Linked DNA regions of Oryzias latipes: region 2 is linked to region 1. The links are chromatin contacts, called in public Hi-C maps. All regions are on one chromosome and are shown on one strand. Each heading gives the region's core, a stretch centred on a gene start, on an enhancer-like site or on the middle of the called end of the contact. The rest is flanking DNA. Distances are from core to core; before and after follow the strand shown.

Region 1 (3,291 bases), core at 677-3,176:
TGTAAAAAAAATCCATGTTCTGGAAAAAAAATGTTTCTATGTTTAGAGAACCACTCTGATGAAAATTGTGTGTCGGTGTTTTGACGTGTTCTTGTGGTATTTTTTTGATTGATGATGACATAAAGAAAGAAAATTAAGCACAAAACTGCCCGAGTGTTTCTTTATTCAAGTCGTTGTGAATCAGGAGAAGATGAAAAGATTTGTGACGTAGAGAACGAGCTTCCTGCTCTGCTCCATTCTGATCATCCAGTACGACAAACAGATCCATGAAACTCTTTGTTTTCCTGGAATCTGGATCTAAACTGTACCTGTAGATCTGATATTGATCACCATCTTTGTTGCAACGGTGATGATAGCTTGAGGTTGGGTTTTCTTATAAGCTAGGGGGAGAGTGTAAACAGACAGCTCTCAGCAGGGGGGGGGGGGGTCTAATGAACTCCTGCCGCTCTGCAGAAACTATGCCCAAGAAAACAGGGTTTCTTTTGGCTAAAAATGTCATAATCATAATTCAAAGCCCACTGGAAAACAACAGAAGAAAAGATGATGAGAGTGGGACTTTAAAGACAAGCCTGTGACCAACCATCAAAAGGCCTTTAAAACGGCGTCACAGTTCTGCATCAGAGGCACACAGGTGACCTCTACCTGGATCCTGGTTTTCTACTTCCAACCTGCAGTCCTCACGTATGCAGAGGTTGGTTGCAGGTTTGAGTTCGTCTCCACTGTGACCCTCAGTGGAGTGAAAGAGAAGAAAGACCCCACGGACTACAGTGACTTGTGAGCTGCAGCTATGCAGGAACAAACAGTAGGACTCTACATCAGAGAGCAGGTCAGTGAGCAGCTGGAAGGACATCCGTGTGGCCGCTGGACTTATTGGCCGCCGGTGGGGCGCTGCTCTGCATCGAGGAGTCGGCGTGTCTGCAGCGGGAGCCGCGGTCTCGGAGGAGGCAGCGGCGGCATCACCAGGGGCAACGTTACGCCTTCAAAGCGGAGTCAAAGTCTACAAACACCGGCCGACTCCGAAAGTTCTCCCCGCCCCGCCAAAGGAAGCCGGCACCGGCGCCTTGACGGTCATTTCCGCCGGCCTGACCGCGCCGCGAGGGGCGGAGGGGCGCGCGGAGCAGCCCTCTCCCCAAATGTCCCCCCCTTCGCCATCTACGTAACAACATGTCGGCACAGACGGCCATGTTTTGCTGGTTATGTCGACACGGGGAGGAGGAGGGAAAGTAGACACGACGTTTCTCCTCGCGGTTCCCTCCCGCCTCGATCCCGGCAGACCGGGGAGAAACACGCGCTCAGCCGCCAAAACGTTCCGCTAACAACTTAACGGACGGCGTGTCGGTTCGCAGGTGTCCGCGGTCAAAGTTCACGCGGCGAGACAAGTTCAAACGTGTCTCCGGGGGCGCGCGGCCGCTCGCGAGCCGCGACGACAACTGCGTCCACTTTTAACTTTCGATAGGAGGAGCCGCGGTGGGAAAACAGGGGGAGGGAGTTGATCCGCTGCTTACCTGCCCGCTGCTGCTTCGGCTCAGGTGCTGCGGTTCAATCCCCCCGCGACCATTACACCAACGACCACGCCGAGGGGCTTCCAGCACTTTCGCGGCGGTCCGATAACCGAGGAGACGACGGTCGACGGGAAGAAAAAAATTGGCGATCACAAGGAGGATCTACGCCAAAAGCCACATGATCGCCGACGTCAGAGTACGTATTTGCATGCCGTACCGCGGCGCCGGTACCCGTCCTCTGCGGCTCCATGGTGGTGGTGGGGGGGGGAAGAAAGTTTTGGGAACGGGGGAAGACGGCGCGAGGAGTCCGTGTCCGGTCGACGAGGGGGTGCTGGTGTCTCCGCAAAGCTCCGAAAATGAATGAAAAGCCGCTCGTTCGTTGTTGTCAAGTTGTCCCTTGCTGACGACGCCTGCCCGCCCCTCCGCCCGCAGCTCATTGAATATTTAAGCATCCTTCGGGGGGGGGGGGGGGGGGGGGGGGTCTTGTTGCGCCTCCTGCAGTCCGGCTCCTCCACCCGCATCCCGGATGAGGAAAGGAGGCGGCGCAGCGCGCGATCAGCGAGAGGAACCTGCATACATGTGGAGCTGCGGGAGACCTGCAGCTAAAAGTGACGCTCAAACATGCGCACAACAGCGACCTCTGCTGGACGACTGGCAGAACTGCTGCTCTCAATCCCAGCGCATCTGCCTAACCCTTGTGCTATCTTGAGGGGTCCAGATGACCCACTCCCAACGTTAACGTCATCTGTACCCCGCAAGAAAACACAAGGGTTAAAGGTTTCTGCACATAATCTTTGAATGTCCACCTCTTCTGCTCAATACAGCTGTTTCAAAATAACAATGACACACTTTTTCATTGTGTTATTTTCTTTAGGTTAGTTTCCAAATAAAGTTGAGGAAGTGTTTCAGGTGTGATTAAAAAAAAGAAACGTTCCTTTTCAGATTTATAATCTTTTCTTTTGTCATTACAATAGTGACTCACAGCAGCTCGATACTGGGGGATACAAGTAAAAATGAAAAGAAAGGAGCATAAATGCCTATGAGTTGGCGTAAAAATATATGAATTAAAAAAGAGAATTTAAAAAAGTACAAATCCAGTTTTTATATGTGTTCAATAAAGTGACGGCTTGTAGAAGCTGCTAATGAAGGATAGACTTTGTCCTAGAGAATTTCTCAATACATTGACAATTATTGCTAGATTTTGAAGAAAAAGGGGAAAGCTAAAAATACACAGCATCATAGGTCTAGCAGTGCAGCATGGCGGTGGCAGTATCATGTTTCCGCATTTTTTGCAAGAATAACTGTTTGCCTTTACAACCATAAAGATTTAGAAAACTAAAAGCGCAATATAAAAACTTAAAAACAGTGGTGGAAGTATAACTGTTCATCAATGAAACAATGGAATTTGTTTTACATTATAAAGTTGATGGAGAAAGAAACCTTCCTGTTGAAATGAAATGAAAAACAGGAACACAGGCAAATTGAGCAAAAGAGTCAGCTCGCTTGTCCTGCATGGCAGTGTTTTTCAACCTTTTCTGAGCCACGGCACACTTTAACCTTGACCAAAATCCAGCGGAACACCAGCATCCAAGAAAAAAAAAGAAAAAAAAGGAGAAACTCATAGTCTGTATTGATCTACAGTCCATCCACAATCTCACATGCATTTTAGTGATAATTATTGTGTCAGAAAAAGCTGGAAGCTGCAGCTGTTTTTTCTAAAAGATGTAAAAAAAGTTAAGTTAGAAGATTTAAAACCTGTCTGATGTGTGTTTGTTGTTGTTTCAAGAAG
Region 2 (3,546 bases), core at 379-2,878, 65 kb after region 1:
CAACCACAAAGCACAAGGCAGGGGACACCCTGGACTGTTCGCCAGTCTGTCGCAGGCTGCTCTGACTTACAATAGTTTTCAATTGAAGAGGCACTGCCTTTGATCCATGTCGTCATGCAACTGGAGAAGGACGGGGACTTTTTCCTCAACCTCTACAATGTAGGGAGAAGGGTAAAAAAAAAACGGATACGTCAACAGCCTCCAAAGCTCGCTACACCTCAGCTGCTTCACATCAAACATAAGGTATCAAACTCTCAAACACATTTTATGAGGCTTTGTCTCACCTTGTTTCCTTTTCACACTTTCTCTGTTTCACTCATGGAAACATGCTGATAAAAACACCACCAGCATGTGCTCAGTGACAGTCATCAGCCTCAGTCAGGTGGCCTCATGGGTAATGTTTGCATTCATGCACAAAAAGCAAGAATAAAACCTGCATGCGTATCTGAAGATCCTAAAGCAAAACAATCTCATCAAACCTAAAAAACTACAAAAAGCAAATTCAAACATCAGGTTTTAATGAGCAGTTATTAAGAATGGTTTTGTATTAAGCAACACTTGGGGCTGAGGGATTTCAAGAGGTCATCTTTCTCAGAAGTGATGCACAGTTGTATTTTACTTGGCCAAAAATTGCAAAAACCATGGCAACAGTTTGTGTTTGTCCACAAACTTAAAGACAGTCAGATGAACCCTGAAATCAAAGGGGGACAGAAAAAAGGAGCAGTTAGAGGAGTAAAGAGTTGCATGTGACTTGTTTTGTTCATTTATTTTTGCTTTTTATTTATTTACATTTTCGGTGGGGAGGGAGTGCCCTGGAGGGGGGGCGGTGTGCTAGTCTTTTAGGCAGGGCATGAATAGTGGGGCTGGACCTCCTGCCCCTCTGGGTTGGTACCGGGCCGGTCGCTCGGGGGAGCCTTCTTCCCTCGGTTGTGCCCATCCGTCTGCTCCCCCCCTGCTCCCACCAAAACAAACGTTGCACATAGGCACATAGGGAACTGGATGGGGGGGTTATGCTGACGGGGCTCACTGGGGGCATCTCTCTCTGGGGTCGCGTCGGCGCCCGCCCTCCATTCCACTATTACTCGCATATTAGACACCCTGATTCATCTCGGGCCTTGTGGGGAGGGTCTGGTGGAGGGGGGCACAGTGAAACATCCGTACTCATCTTTCACTGGTCCCCCCCACAATTTTAACTTTCACTGTAGACACACACACTGCATGTTAGCAGCACACACACAGCAAATACACACCACACACAGAGGGACCCTGGAGTGGGGGGGCTCTGCTGCTTGGCAGCGGTGGGGCCCGCCACACTGGAGACCTCCTATTTTACCTGCAGCACACACACAGCACACCCACACCATCATACATGGGTGGGGTCGGGGAGGGGCGGCCGGTCTTCACCCGCCTGGTCCTCTCAGGGCGGCCAGGCTTGCGGGTGTCTTGTCGGCTGCAGTGGTGGTCGGGCGTGCAGCGCTGGGGAGTTAATCGGCCGGAGGGGGTTACTGAGCAGCAACGGGGGATGGGGGGCAACCAAAAGATTGTGTGTGTGTGCGCGCGAGAGAGTGCATGAGTGGGGACAGACCGGGATCACCTATGCCTCCCGGTGTCAGGGGGGGCCCCTGTAGGGGGCCTCTGTGCCTTGCTGGGAGGGCGTCCCCCCCACCCCAGGCTGCGTAGGTCCAGTCGCCGGGGGTGCTCCTGGCCTGGGGATCTCTCCCCCTCTCTCCTGGTCTGGCTGGGGAGGATCTGGTTCCCCTCAACACACGGTTCACTTCGGCAGCGTTCATTTAGCTCCACCCCCACGTGCATGTGCACGTGCACACTGCCCCACAGCTCCGTCTGCTTCATCCCTCCTCCTAACCCACAGTGTGTTGACAGACAGATGTCTTCAACTCATCTTCGTGATGTAATGTTTGTCGTCTCAGCAGATCTGGTATGGTTACAGCTTAAAAAAATAACCTTAAACTTTCAACTCGGCGCTTGTATCCCCCACTCTCCCCCCCTCCCTCCCTTTTATTCTCTTCTACCCCCCCCACCCCGCCTTCACACTTTCCCCCCCTCCCTCCCCACACACACTAAATGTAACAAATAAATAAACAATGACATAAGATCAATAATTCTTTAATTAATGGCTCATTTGGGGGGGGGGGGGTTGTAGCACAGCTGAACCGGGGTTTGCTTCCAGGGCGTGCAGTGAGCTCAAATGAGACCCTTCACGCTGCTGCCTATCTGGGTCTCTCTGAGCCGTGAAAATACAGAGTTGTGTCAGGAAGGGCATCCAGCATAAATACTCTCTGCCAAACCACCTGTGCAAATCAGTCGAAGCTGATTCGCTGTGGCGACTCCTACCGGGATGTGCTGAAAGGTGAAGGATAGCAATGAAGCATTAATACCACAACGTTTTGTGCAAAGTTAACATCAACATTAAATTGCAAACTATTTGATCCTTCCAAAGAAATAAAACCTTGTTTTTAGACATTAAGGATTTTTTCTTTACCAGGTTTTAAGTTATTTTAACTTATCTTTGCTTTACACCAAGCTTTTCTCAGAGTTCATCTGAAATTTTATTTCTCATTAAGAGCTAGGATCTAAAATTAATAAATATGTTGTTAAAATGAGTCCAAATCTTTTTGCTCCATACTCTTGACAATAGAAAAACTTGATGAAAGACAAAAAAAACAAATTGCTCTTTAAGTTTTGGTTACATTATAAGGATGAAAATCTTTGCCAAAGCCCCTGATCAGTGAAAGCTGATTTTCCGTAGTGACCCCTGAAGGGATTGAAAGGTGAACAACATTTCAAAGTTCTATAAATGTTCACAAGTTTGTCTGCCGTTGTGATTGTATGATGATGATGATTGTATTCTCATTTTGTTTCAAATGAGTCATTTATATATATTACACTAGTTTTTGTCACTGTAATCAAAATGAACTGCAATTAGGTACATAACTTAGAAAATACAGATTATTTGCTCAATACTAGCAAAAAATCATATCATTGTCCTGGTTAGCATTAAGTTTGAAGTCGAGCTGACTTCAAACTTAGCTTATTGTATAGCTATGGAGAGAAATTAGACTCAGTCAGACTTTTCCTATTGGCCTTCCCTTCTAAACGTATCCAGACAATGACTCAATCAATACATGAAGACAGTAGATGTTAGTGTTGAACATAGAGGCTACTTACTTCGGGGCTCTGACCACCGAGATGGGCCGCCATTCTTCCCTTGACTCTCAGTCTGACTGCCTCTGATTTTTCCGGAAGAAAAAAAACAGTGCCCCCTACTGGTCGTTCCTGTTACACATTTTGTATCAATTCGGTGTCTCGGAGAATAATATACTTTTAATATATATATTAGCGTTTAAAAGTGAACGTCATATTCTCAGATAATAATTTTTATTTTCCTTTAAAGTTTTTTTAAGCCCTGCTACACCCACTGAAGGAAATACGTTTAGAAGGGAAGCCTACCCTTCTAAAACTTAGGAAAAGTCTAATGACCGAGCATTCCACTGCTATTTAAACGCAGCACTTACGGACGAATTTGTG

The links. A called contact is a pair of places that touch in the nucleus more often than the background predicts.
Region 2: a contact with region 1 is called in a Hi-C map of gastrula embryo, with 1.7 times the contacts expected there. The contact joins the enhancer-like site here to the promoter of zhx2 in region 1. A contact is called at or near these places in 3 of 5 Hi-C or Micro-C datasets (embryo, fibroblasts and gastrula embryo).

What each region holds. Positions count from the first base shown.
Region 1 is chr16:1,310,157-1,313,447 of ASM223467v1, forward strand. zhx2 (zinc fingers and homeoboxes protein 2) reads right to left here and starts at 1,927. Exons shown (of 13, transcript XM_020701844.2): 1 at 1,720-1,927. LOC110014805 (a long non-coding RNA gene) reads left to right here and starts at 1,593. Exons shown (of 2, transcript XR_002289800.1): 1 at 1,593-1,698.
Region 2 is chr16:1,375,378-1,378,923 of ASM223467v1, forward strand. No RefSeq gene overlaps it. Among protein-coding and RNA genes, the nearest start is that of zhx2, 65 kb to the left of the region's middle. Within about 2 kb of position 1,629, at least 4 of the 8 cell types and tissues checked have an H3K27ac peak or open chromatin away from gene starts, as enhancers often do. A contact at or near this core is called in gastrula embryo, where this site is marked.